Linked DNA regions of Bombyx mori: region 2 is linked to region 1. A link is a contact called in public Hi-C data. All regions are on one chromosome and are shown on one strand. Each heading gives the region's core, a stretch centred on a gene start, on an enhancer-like site or on the middle of the called end of the contact. The rest is flanking DNA. Distances are from core to core; before and after follow the strand shown.

Evidence for each region. Hi-C and Micro-C count contacts between places; a contact is called where the count stands out from the background.
Region 2: a contact with region 1 is called in a Hi-C map of whole pupa, with 1.8 times the contacts expected there. The contact joins two enhancer-like sites. A contact is called at or near these places in 2 of 7 Hi-C or Micro-C datasets (posterior silk gland and whole pupa).

Annotation. Positions count from the first base shown.
Region 1 is chr4:6,870,626-6,876,550 of ASM3026992v2, forward strand. All of the region lies in intron 4 of LOC101735337 (protein muscleblind), which reads right to left. Among protein-coding and RNA genes, the nearest start is that of LOC101747130, 32 kb to the left of the region's middle. Within about 2 kb of position 3,121, at least 3 of the 8 cell types and tissues checked have open chromatin away from gene starts, as enhancers often do.
Region 2 is chr4:6,964,338-6,970,262 of ASM3026992v2, forward strand. All of the region lies in intron 2 of LOC101735337 (protein muscleblind), which reads right to left. Among protein-coding and RNA genes, the nearest start is that of LOC134198751, 100 kb to the right of the region's middle. Within about 2 kb of position 3,269, at least 3 of the 8 cell types and tissues checked have open chromatin away from gene starts, as enhancers often do.

The sequences.
Region 1 (5,925 bases), core at 1,871-4,370:
TATTCTCTATAAGTGTGCAAAATTTCATACTCCTACGTCCGCGCAATTTTCGTAAAAAGGGATACAAAGTTTTTGCTTCACGTATTAATATATAGAGGTACGTGATTTGTTTGTATGTACGTGATACGTGTCAATTTTCCGTCACGTTTAGAATTTATTTTAGATAGATGAGAATTCACAAATGACTACGGCATTAAGTACAGATGAAACTTGTAAACGTTTAAGCGTAGTGATCAATGTTCACATTACGTCGATGATGCGTAGCGTTAACTTCATACATCAGGCCAGTGGCGCAGAACGTCCCGGGATCGGCCCGTTTAACGTGACGCAACGTGAAGTCATTCAGTATTTTCAGGGGCCGGAAAAATCGGGTCGTGTAAAAACTAATTCAGTATACACACAGTTCGGATAAAAAACAGATTTAACTCGAATCAATTTTGACTTTCAGTAACCTTTGCATTATTTTGCATAAAATGAATGATGTATTTTAAAAGAAAATGATTTTTCAATGATGTATTTTCGATTCATCACTAATACCAGGCATCGAAATGAGAATTTACTCAAACATTGAGAAAGTGTATTATCGAGATTGTGCATTGATTAATTTTGCAAAGTTGCGGTTTCAATAAACAAAGAGGTGAACATAAAGGCGATAACTACGATCGGGACTAACTACAAAATAAAGAGCTTTTAGTACGAACGATAAGGGAAGTTTAAGAGTTTTCGGGCGGGGGTCGCACCGATAAATTGGGCGGCACTTAATTATGATCTCGGGCGGCATCTTGCAGGCGGCTAATATCCCGGACTCGTTTAATGCTCGAACTTGTAGCCTCAGCTCCGGCGGGCGTGATAAATCTCCATCTGTGCCCCGTGCGGTCCGACCCCTATCTACCTCTCATACTGTTGTGCATCAAATCGTATTAAGGAAACAGAATTTTGTTTTTTTTATTGCCCTTGTAGGCAGAGGAGCATATGGCCCACCTGATGGTGAGTGGTTACCGTCGCCCATGGACTTCAGCAATGCCAAGGACAGAGCCAAGCCGCTGCCTACCGTAACCAACCGTACCCAAAGAAATGCTTACCGGTTCAATCTGACTCATAAGGCTTGCGAACGTTTTTCATTTTAAGTACATATATGAGCTTAATCCAAACGAGTAGCCTTCGTATTTCATACAAGCTTTAAAAGTCCGCAACCAGTAAACATAACGTAAATCTGTTTTCTAAAAATACCGAGCGGTTATTAACCACTTTGATTTATGGAAGAAAGGAAAGTTTGTTGGTTTTTCCGAATGTAACGATGTCGATATTATTAGGGTAGTACGAAAGTACATTAGGTAGAGTGGCGCACTGTTATTGCATCGTGTTACGTTAATGTCGCGTAAGTTGATGCGAAGCGACAACGCGGGGGTGCAGGGCGCAGTCGGCGCCACATTATCTAGGTATAATTAAAGCGGGCAAGACGACGGCGAGACGTTACGCCGTCCCTAACGACTTTTATGGCGTATGTAACATTGCCGGCACATAAAATAAATGTGCCGCCTCCAGCGCTTCGATATAGCACACAGTATTCACAGATTAATCGCCAGAATGTTTGCTCTCACGCCATACGACTGCCGTTACTCAGCTCATACGGCTACATAATGAGGTAAATATTGGAATGTGTTTTCCTTTTTTGAATACATCGCTTAAGTGTTCCGCATGTTAATATTGTATTTACGTTAAACGATACTTTGGGGGAAAACGCTTTTAAAATATGTTTTCGTAGATGCCTATAATAATTACGTATTTTTATCACTTGTCATTTAAATCTATTGATGAGTTAGTGTAAAATTTTAAAAACAAATCAAATCATGTGCTCAGAGCAATACTGAGATACAATTTCAGATTTAATACTGAATTTGGTTTAAAAATAAATACGCTTTAATCGCAAGCGGCCCAGAAATGATCTAGTTTTTATCCTGGTGATACAGATCCACATATTAATTAGGAAAAAAAAATTATAGATACAGGTCGAAATAATAAAAGCGTAATAAAATAATGACGAATTGACTTTCATATTGCTTTTCGTGAAGGTAAGCCGTTGAACTTCGTCTCTACGTTCCGTTCCTACATTTGAATCTTATATAGTCCACTTTAGCTTTATAGGCGACGGGTGCTTTCTTAGATGTTCAGAAAAGGCTGAGTGCACTTTTATTGGGTATGAAATACCACTGTAATTGCCACTCGGCGCCGAGTCTGTGACTGACGACTCTTGTACGTGCTAATTGTGCTATCTCATCAAAGGAACATGTTGTCTCAGAGATTATTTTTATGCTTCATTCATTGATAAACGATTTATGATTTAATTAAATTAACATTAGGTTTTTTTCTTTTCTTGCTTACATGGGTAGACGAGCTCACAGCCCACCTGGTGTTATTGAAGCCCATAGACATCTACAATGTAAATACGCCACCCATCTTGAGATAAAATATGTTCTAAGGTCTCAGTATAGTTACAACGGCTGCCCCACCCTTCAAACCGAAACGCATTACTGCTTCACGGCAGAAAGAGGCAGGGTGGTGGTACCTATCCGTGCGGACTCACAAGAGGTCCTACCACCAGTAAAGAAAAGAAGAAGAACAAAAGATTGAACTATAAATATGTGAATATTAAATATATGTAATGTGCTATAGGTAATACTAATAATTTGTCTATTAGGTGTATTATTGCGCGCTGTACATGTTTTCATGTGCATTTTATATTGAGAATCATGAGCCTATGGTATAAGAAGCTTTACATAAAAGGGGAAGTATTCAAAACAATAACCGCTTTTCATATCTCAATCCCCGAACAGCCATAATCTTGACAAATGACGGTCTTTCGAGTATAGTCGGCACACAGCGAGACGCATTGACAAAACCCCAAATAAACTGACGCGGACACATAAATAAGCATATTCGATGTTTTATTGAGTGGAGGAAATATGTAGGAAATAGTTTCCTGGGTCATTACGCGAGACATCAATCAAAAGGCTGGGTCACGTTGCGCGGACTCGGAAAACGTGCGAGTGGACTACAGTAGGTGTATTGGGGTCGATTTCCTATTACAACTTGCTTCGGTTGCTTGTTTCTGAGTGGAGCGAGGTTCGCGTGGTCGTAAACGACAATAAATAGTGAAGGAGCCTCAGGCTAGGTACGGCACGCAGTTGAACACACGATATCTGCATTGTGGGGCGGCGTCGTGGCGCCGTCGGGTCTGGAGTCGCGGCGGCGTCGCATACATCAGCACGCGAAAACTACGCTAGCGTCGCGGTTTGCTCCATGTTTTCACCCCTATAAACGTAATAGCAGCAGACTAATACCATCTTGTTCTAAAAACGGATCATTTGATAGCCTCAGATATTTTAGCCTAGTTTTCCATTTGCAGGTTCGCTTGTTGAATTTGAATTAAATTTTTGTTTTGTACATGTCTTAAGAAATATTTTTTATGTTTCGGGGCAACCGTCCTAGACCATGTAAATTTTTTTTTTAATCATTTATTATTTATTTTTAATTATTTATATTTACTATAAAATTGTATAATAGTATATGTTATTTAAAACAATTTAAAATTATTATTATCCCTTCTAAACGATTTTATACAAACAGAGTATTATATAAATTGTATTATTAGAATAGTACATATAATACATAGCTGTATTTTATAATTTAATATATCATAATTTAATAGTTTATCATTTACAATTTTAATTGGAATTATTTTTCAAATAAAGTTTTTACTATACTTATATTTTTAATTCAGATCTAGTGGTTCACAATTTTGCAAGGTAACCAAAAAGACCGCACGCGTCAAGACGACATGTACAACTTTCGTATAACAATAATATAGTTTTAACGTTGCATATTCGCAAATAGCTAACTGTTTTAAACACAAAGCGCTCGATTGATGTGGAACAGTGAAGCTAAAACCGATTCAGGCAACAACACTTTGTTTCGCACAAAGCAACACATCACTAACCGACCGTAGTTATGAATGCACCGAGCGTCGGAGGTGGCTCCACATTGCGAGGTGCAGCACCGTAGCTCTCCTATTATCCTATGCAAATCCGGATTTCCGAAATATCGTGCTCAGCCGCGGGCCACCTAGCTATCGCGGGCTATTAATAACGCGCCGTATTACAAATAGGAGCCTCCGAGCTGAGCCGTTTAGTCCGCCGACGAAATACACCGCAGCCGTATGTTACTTCATATTTCAGGGATTTCGTTGAGAAAAAATTAACTTGCAGCCGTTTTAGGAAAAACCATACACCGATTACTAAAAAAATACCGTATGCTCCTTTATCTTTATCTTCAAGAGAGAATTATTTCGTCGTCTGTATTATTAACAAAGGACTTTTTACTTTTACATAAATTTTATCATCAGATACGTTTCGTTCGTAATTTAATTTAATTTTAATTACATTATTAAACGACTGTTTCCATAAGCAGAGGCGGAAAGTTGAAAAGGCTAGAAACATTAACGTCGAAGAGAACACGACTCAACAATACACTTTCCGCGTGAATGCTAAAGTAACATTCTCAAGTCATTAAAATAATTAAGCACCTCCGGAATAATTCTCGACGTGGAAACTGTCTCGTCTGTCAGTAATACGTGTTTTCACGCGGTCACGGCCCTTATACCTTACTCGCTCTGCGGGAAAGCTGTTACTCTTATAATTTTCGCAAAATAACTTTGCGCGCTTTCACGGTAAACTCGCTTAATATTCAAGTGGGTACAGTGTTTATTGCGTTAATCTCATAAAACAGGTTAGTCGAATGAAGGGTGCTGCAGATGATCGCGGCGAGGTCAGAGGATAAGGTCAGGTCGACTCGGGTCGTCCAACAAAAATTATCCCCTAACTTTCAAAACTGGACTTCTCTTAGTTACAGAAAGCGAACTTGTCATAAGGGTTGACCTGTTTTAGCATTTGTATTAAATCAAACTTTCGAGGTCAAAGAAAGAATGGACCGATCGTTATACTTACGCATTCTTTACCAGTTGCAAATAGTTGTATTGTAGCTTGTTTGAGGCTTCGACCTCATGTCTCAAGGTGGATGGCGATATTCGCGTTATAATATATATATATTATGGGTTCCGGTCACCGCTTAAGATCAGGTAGGCCGTGATCTCGTTCATCCTTCTATGCAATAAAAAACCTTATTCCCGATTATAAGGTGAAGTGAAAAAAAATTTAGAAGGTATTGATTGCAATTCAAAGAAAGAAAATCCTACAGTTGTTATTTAATAAAATATTATATAATGATGAACAAAAATAGCCCCCGCTGCTATAATAAAAAAAAACCTTTACATAGAATATAGAATTCTACGGAGATTATAACAAAAGGTACACATGTACTTACTATATACATATATAGGTGCACAATATTATTTGAAAGCACTCACCAAGTAAATAACTCGAATATTTTATTTAGAGTTTGTATTAGAAAGTCATAATAATAAAACTAAATCATATTGTGTTGATTTTACCGTTATACGTCTAAACTAGGTGACAGTTGCTCACGGAATGACCCGCGGCGACGTCCGCCTACCGGACAATTTAATTAAATATGGCTTCGGATTAACTGGGTAAGGCTTCAACACAAACTATTCCATTTCATATTTTCCATTCGTACACTATACGTATGTACGTATATGTACAATACATTACGTTCATTACTCATCATACCTGAAATGTGCGCTGATTCCAAAACTCAATTTACACCGTTACAACTTTGAGTAGATTACCTGGAACAAAAAGATTACACAATTAGTCGGATCTCACGATTTGTTTACGCCAAAGTCAATTAGCCTAAACAATGTCGTTAATAATAACAATGCCACCAGGAGTGACGAACCAAAGTTACTTCGGTGTAAAGTCTTGACTTTGATAATAATGGGTTTCGTTG
Region 2 (5,925 bases), core at 2,019-4,518, 94 kb after region 1:
CATCCATTAAATAGTGGAGCAATCAATAATAAATTACAGTTTCAGAAACGAAGCGAGGGCGGGTTGCTAGTTTCAAATATACAAAAAAAAAAACAATTTTCTATATTTTACACGAAAACACGTTTTCTGTTTTAGATAAATTAAATTGTGTAACTTTATACCACATTAGCAACAAAGTATAACTTTTATTACTTTTCACGTCAACCTTTTTGCCGTTTGTGTTGACATAGCTGCGAGTAAAGCCGCTCCGAGAGTACCAACATTCGCTTTGTCAAGCGTCGAGTGACATTAGCCCGAGCCTCTGTCAGATAATTTGGAAAACAAACAATTGCAAACTCTATCTAGACTATGTTGATTCAATTAAACGGCTTCGTTTTGCTTAAAGATAATTCTATCAGATTCGTTTTTTGGAACGAAGTTCCTTATGGGATGATGCAGAGGGGTACCCTAACCGGGAAAAAACGTCCGTACCTAACGTAAGATTTTTATTAGTAATACACACAGTGTACGACTTAAGTTTGTAATAACGTAGGTACAAAAAATAACATTTTTTTTATCAATAACAAATCATAATAAAAAAATTATACCCGAATAATTATTTTCTTTATACCTCGAATAGAACTCAAAATTAATCTAATACCACTTTTATAAAAAGGAACTTCGTTCCTATCCGGTGTCCCACGACAACACACATTTTATTTTCATATTATAACAGCAATAGTTCATTCTTAGTGGTTAAATTGCATAATATTTTTACAAGATACATATATGATTTCATTATTAACACGCATTAAAGCAAATTAATCTAAAATTTGTTAAGGAACGATATGATCACCAAATAATTATAATAAGTCTTCGAACGGACGGACCATCACAGGTGACTCGTACTCGAGCCGTTTGCCAGACCATTAAGCAAATAACGAGTCCACAGGATAAACTTGGAGGCAGTAAACTTTATTAATGGCTCGATTACAAGCTCGACCCGAGGTGGAAAGAAGTGCTATCAATCAGTCAGGTGTGCGACGTTAGAAGCACCTACCACCCCAGAAACGCTAATAACAAAATTCCGACGCCCCTGTTTGTTTCTCTAGAAGGGGTGAAGATAGATATCCCAGTGCGTAAGGATGGGTTTTTCGTTTTCAACACTCACAAAGAGCGATCTCGCCAAAAATCATCATCCAATAAATTTAGCAACCTATATTTTCAATACTTTTACGAAATGAAATTTAGTGCTGGATGTGCCTCGCGGGTAGGTAAATTTTTTATTTAAAAATTATTAATTATTGCTCAACAAATATTCCGCAACCGTACATATTTCCGGAATAAACAGTAGGTGTTTATTGTCTCGTCGGTGTTTCAGTTAGGACTGGGTGGGTTTAAATTGTACATACATCATCATCATCAACAGCCCATAGTCGTCCACTGCTGGACATAGGCCTCTCCCAATCTACACCACTGAGCCCGGTCTGCAGTTCTCCTCATCCACTTCTTGCCGGCCACCGTGCGGAGGTCATCGCACCATCTAGCCAGGGGGGTCCCACGTTACGTCTTCCGCTGCGCGGTCTCCACTCCAGAACCCGTCTGCTCCAGCGATCGTCAGTCCTACGGCATATATGGCCAGCCCACTGCCACTTCAGCTTGTTGACTCTTTGAGCTATGTCGATGACTTTAGTTCTCTGTCGAATAATCTCATTCCGGATTTTATCCTTCAGAGAAACTCCGAGCATGGCTCTTTCCATTGTACATACATATTTAAAAAAAATCCTTGCAAACCTTTCCTTGGATTTTTATGGGATTCCTTCTATTTCGAAAGTTTCAAAGCAAATTAATCAATACACTAAGCTCGATGCGAATCTTCTACAGTTTGAGACGCAAGAACATTCCAATGACCCTTCTTGGCCAGTTGACATACTGAGCCAAGAAACGGTAGGTAGGCAGCGGCTTGGCTCTGCCCCTGGCATTGCTGAAGTCCATGGGCGACGGTAACCTCTCACCATCAGGTGGGCCGTAAGCTCGTCTGCCTACAAGGGCAATAAAAAAAAAAGTAAAGTATTGAGCATTCATCTTAGATTGCCGTTCCTACTGGTAGCCTAAATGGCTATTCCAGCAACGCCCGAACGATTAGGTGAGCTTACGGGCTCAACCTGAGAGTGTTTGCTAACACTAGCCCTAGGAAGAGCAGTGATTCGCGGAATCTACCACCGGCTCAGAATCGCGACCCGCTGAGAAGATCCGGCGAGAAACTCAGTAGTGTCAATGGGTTAGCAGGCTCTACCCCACGATCTGCAAACGGAGTACACGTTTCCTTTGTAATAAGATCACATTTTATTTTATTTAATATGACCGATCATTACTAATGCAGTGTTTGCTGACGAATCGTACCAAAAGGTTTGGTTCAGAAGGGCGAGCACCCGCTCGTGGTCTAACCCTCATGGGAGGGATGGTGGTATGTCTTCGTCGCACAAATCGGTTTCGACGCAGCGAAAGTTCCGACGCAGCGAAAGTTCCGACGGCATAGGTTGCGCCGTCGTTTAGAGGGGTTTCAGAAAGTAATGTAGAGTTTCGTTTCGCGCTAAGCCCGTCGCTTAGCTGAAAGCTGGGCTTGGTTTAGTTCTGTGTCATCCGAAACTAACTGGATATGATTCATAACGGCAATACAGGAGCAAACCACCTTCGAAGCACGTTCTGATAAACCAACCTATACTACTTTGGATGCTGTTGGACCTTACTAGTTTAAATGCTAGTAACAGTCGTAGCACGGTTGATAGAGAAAGTCAACTTATAGCATTAGTCCGCTGAACTTTTCTATAAAATTTTCTGAACTGATTGCGATTATAAGTGGTTTTCATCTTAACGATTAATAAAAATGTATAAATGAGACACCGTTTTTTTTTAAATATGCATGTCACTAATTATAGAATTGTCCCGGCCACGTGGCGCTGGCGCCGCATGCCTCGCGCATCGTAGATAATAATAATAATAACAGATGACCTAATAGTAGGGGAAACCGTCACGACGAAATTTTGGCAGGTAACTTAAGTTTTCTAATAAACTTTATCTATACGTTTTGTACGTTTGTGATGTTTCCGTTTTGGTATCTAATACAAACACTTAAAAATTGAATATTTTTTATTGAGCATACAGAATTACTGTTGTCAGAGGAGCAAAACTATGAAGGCGATGGGTGGCTCGACTCGCCACTGTCCGAATGGCTCAATTACAGTTAATTCGCAGCGCATACACATTCGGAGCTAGGTGCATGCATGTGTATCGTCCGCAATAATGTATGTAAATGCATGCGACCGGCCGCGGCAGCCGTCGACGCTCACAATATTGCGACATTAAACAGAATATGGCCGGCGAGACGAACAATTTCGACAAAAGTCGGCATTTACAAACGTTACGCTTTTAGTCATTTGGATGAAGTTGTTTTAGAAATCACTACTTTGTGTACTGGCACTTGACGTTTGGTCGTGCTATTTTACGAAAAATATTAATCTTAATATACCTAGTCAGGTCATAAGTATTGTCACACAGTAAAAACTTTTCTTTTAGAATGCTGGCCACAAAAAAGTTTAATGAATTCGAATTTCGAATTGTTCATGAAAATAAAAATGTATACTTTTAGAATTTTACTCATTTTTAAATATGGAGTGGATGCTTAAAGAAGACCGTGTTGCAGTTATTGCGTTGCATCGTTGCGGTTACGCGCCAATTCAAATTTTTAACATACTGAAAAATTTTAATATAACCAAAAGATTCGTTTAACGTAACATCAAACGATACAATGAAGACTCTAGTGTAGATGACAGGACAAGAAGTGGTCTCCCTCGGTCTGTTAGGACTCCAGCAGTGATAAAAGCTGTGAAGGCGCGAATTCAAAGAAATCCCAAACGTAAGCAGAAACTGTTGGCCCTTCAGATGGGGTTAAGCAGAACCACGGTGAAAAGGGTGTTAAATGAAGACTTAGGGCTTCGGGCATATCGAAGAAAAACAGGACATCGTTTGAATGCTCGTCTAATGGACCTGAGACTGAAGAGATGCCGCGCTTTGTTGAAGCGGTACGCGGGAAAAAAATATCGGGAAATTCTTTTTTCGGATGAAAAAATTTTTACCGTAGAAGAGAGCTACAACAAACAAAATGATAAGGTGTACGCACACAGTAGTGAAGAAGCGAGCAACCGTATTCCGCGTGTCCAACGAGGTCATTTTCCATCCTCGCTCGTGGTATGGTTGGGAGTTTCTTATTGGGGCTTAACAGAGGTACATTTTTGTGAGAAAGGTGTAAAAACGAATGCAGTTGTGTATCAAAATACAGTCCTGACGAACCTTGTGGAACCTGTTTCTCATACCATGTTCAATAACAGGCACTGGGTATTCCAACAAGATTCGGCGCCAGCTCATAGAGCGAAGAGCACACAAGACTGGCTGGCGGCGCGTGAAATCGACTTCATCCGGCACGAAGACTGGCCCTCCTCCAGTCCAGATTTGAATCCGTTAGATTACAAGATATGGCAACACTTGGAGGAAAAGGCGTGCTCAAAGCCTCATCCCAATTTGGAGTCACTCAAGACATCCTTGATTAAGGCAGCCGCCGATATTGACATGGACCTCGTTCGTGCTGCGATAGACGACTGGTCGCGCAGATTGAAGGCCTGTATTCAAAATCACGGAGGTCATTTTGAATAAACTTTAGTGTCATAAGAATCTATGTTTTGTTAAGTTTATTTTGGTATATGAATGGTTACATAATGAATAAACTTGTTTCAATTATTTTACACTGAACATGTGACAGAATTTATGACCTGACTAGGTATATAAATCACGTGTCACGTTGTTTGTCCGCGATGGTCTCCTGAACTACTTAACCGATTTTAAATTAAATTTGCACATCATGTGCAGTTTGATCCAACTTGAAAGATAGGATGGTTTTTATTTCGATTAATGGTCGCAATATTTATTAGTTAACAATAAAATGATTTCTTATGTTGATTTTTGTTATTAATTATAAGTTTCATAAGTCTAAAAGAGATGGCGCTTTAAATTAGTTTTTACAGACAATTGTAATACTGTCTGACATTAATATCTCATAGATGGCGCTGTGTTAAAAATACCAACGTTTCACATAAGCTACAATTTAATGGCATAAACACCACGTGTTGCTGAGGCTAAAGTATAAGTGAAACTTATTTCGTAATAAATGCAATACAGTGAAATCCAATGGTTCTTACTTTGTCAATTTTTGGTATTAGCATAGCCGGCCGCATGTTATTTAGAAACAAAAACCTTAGCCACAGCAACGTGTGACCGGGTCTGTTAGTATAATATATTTATCAATTTTCGTATACTGACAAAGTGATCTGTAAGAAATCTGTCCAGTCTCCGAGGAGACCCACTTAGCGCTAATTATCATAGAATACAAGTAATACGGTAAAAACAACATCGCACTAACAACATTTTCTAGATAAGCAAAATAATATCGACAGCTATAAAACCATAGAGTCAGTTGTTGATCAGTAATATTTATTTTCCTAGGAGCTGGGCATTAATAACTAGCTCTATAAATTTGGAGCTTAATCACGATAGTCCTTTAATGTGAAGAGTACAACGGTCACCAGCGGTCTCATCTGTATTGTTGCTATGGACAACTTATGCATAGTTTCAGGAAGATTGAGCCTTATTAGTGTTAAATTAGGACGGATGTGTCTATTCGTGGGCGTATGTAACAATATGGTACAGTAATCGGCACGAATCGTGAGATCTGACCTTGATGTGCACATAAGTGCATTTTTGGGTCTGTTTGGGGGAACGAGGCAAGAACGGGGGTGGCGCCGCCCATATCGATTACGTGACTGGATCGTCCCTTGCGTCACAAACCGTCAGTTGTGCTTGGTTTCCTGTGTTGTGCACGCGCATCACTGCAGC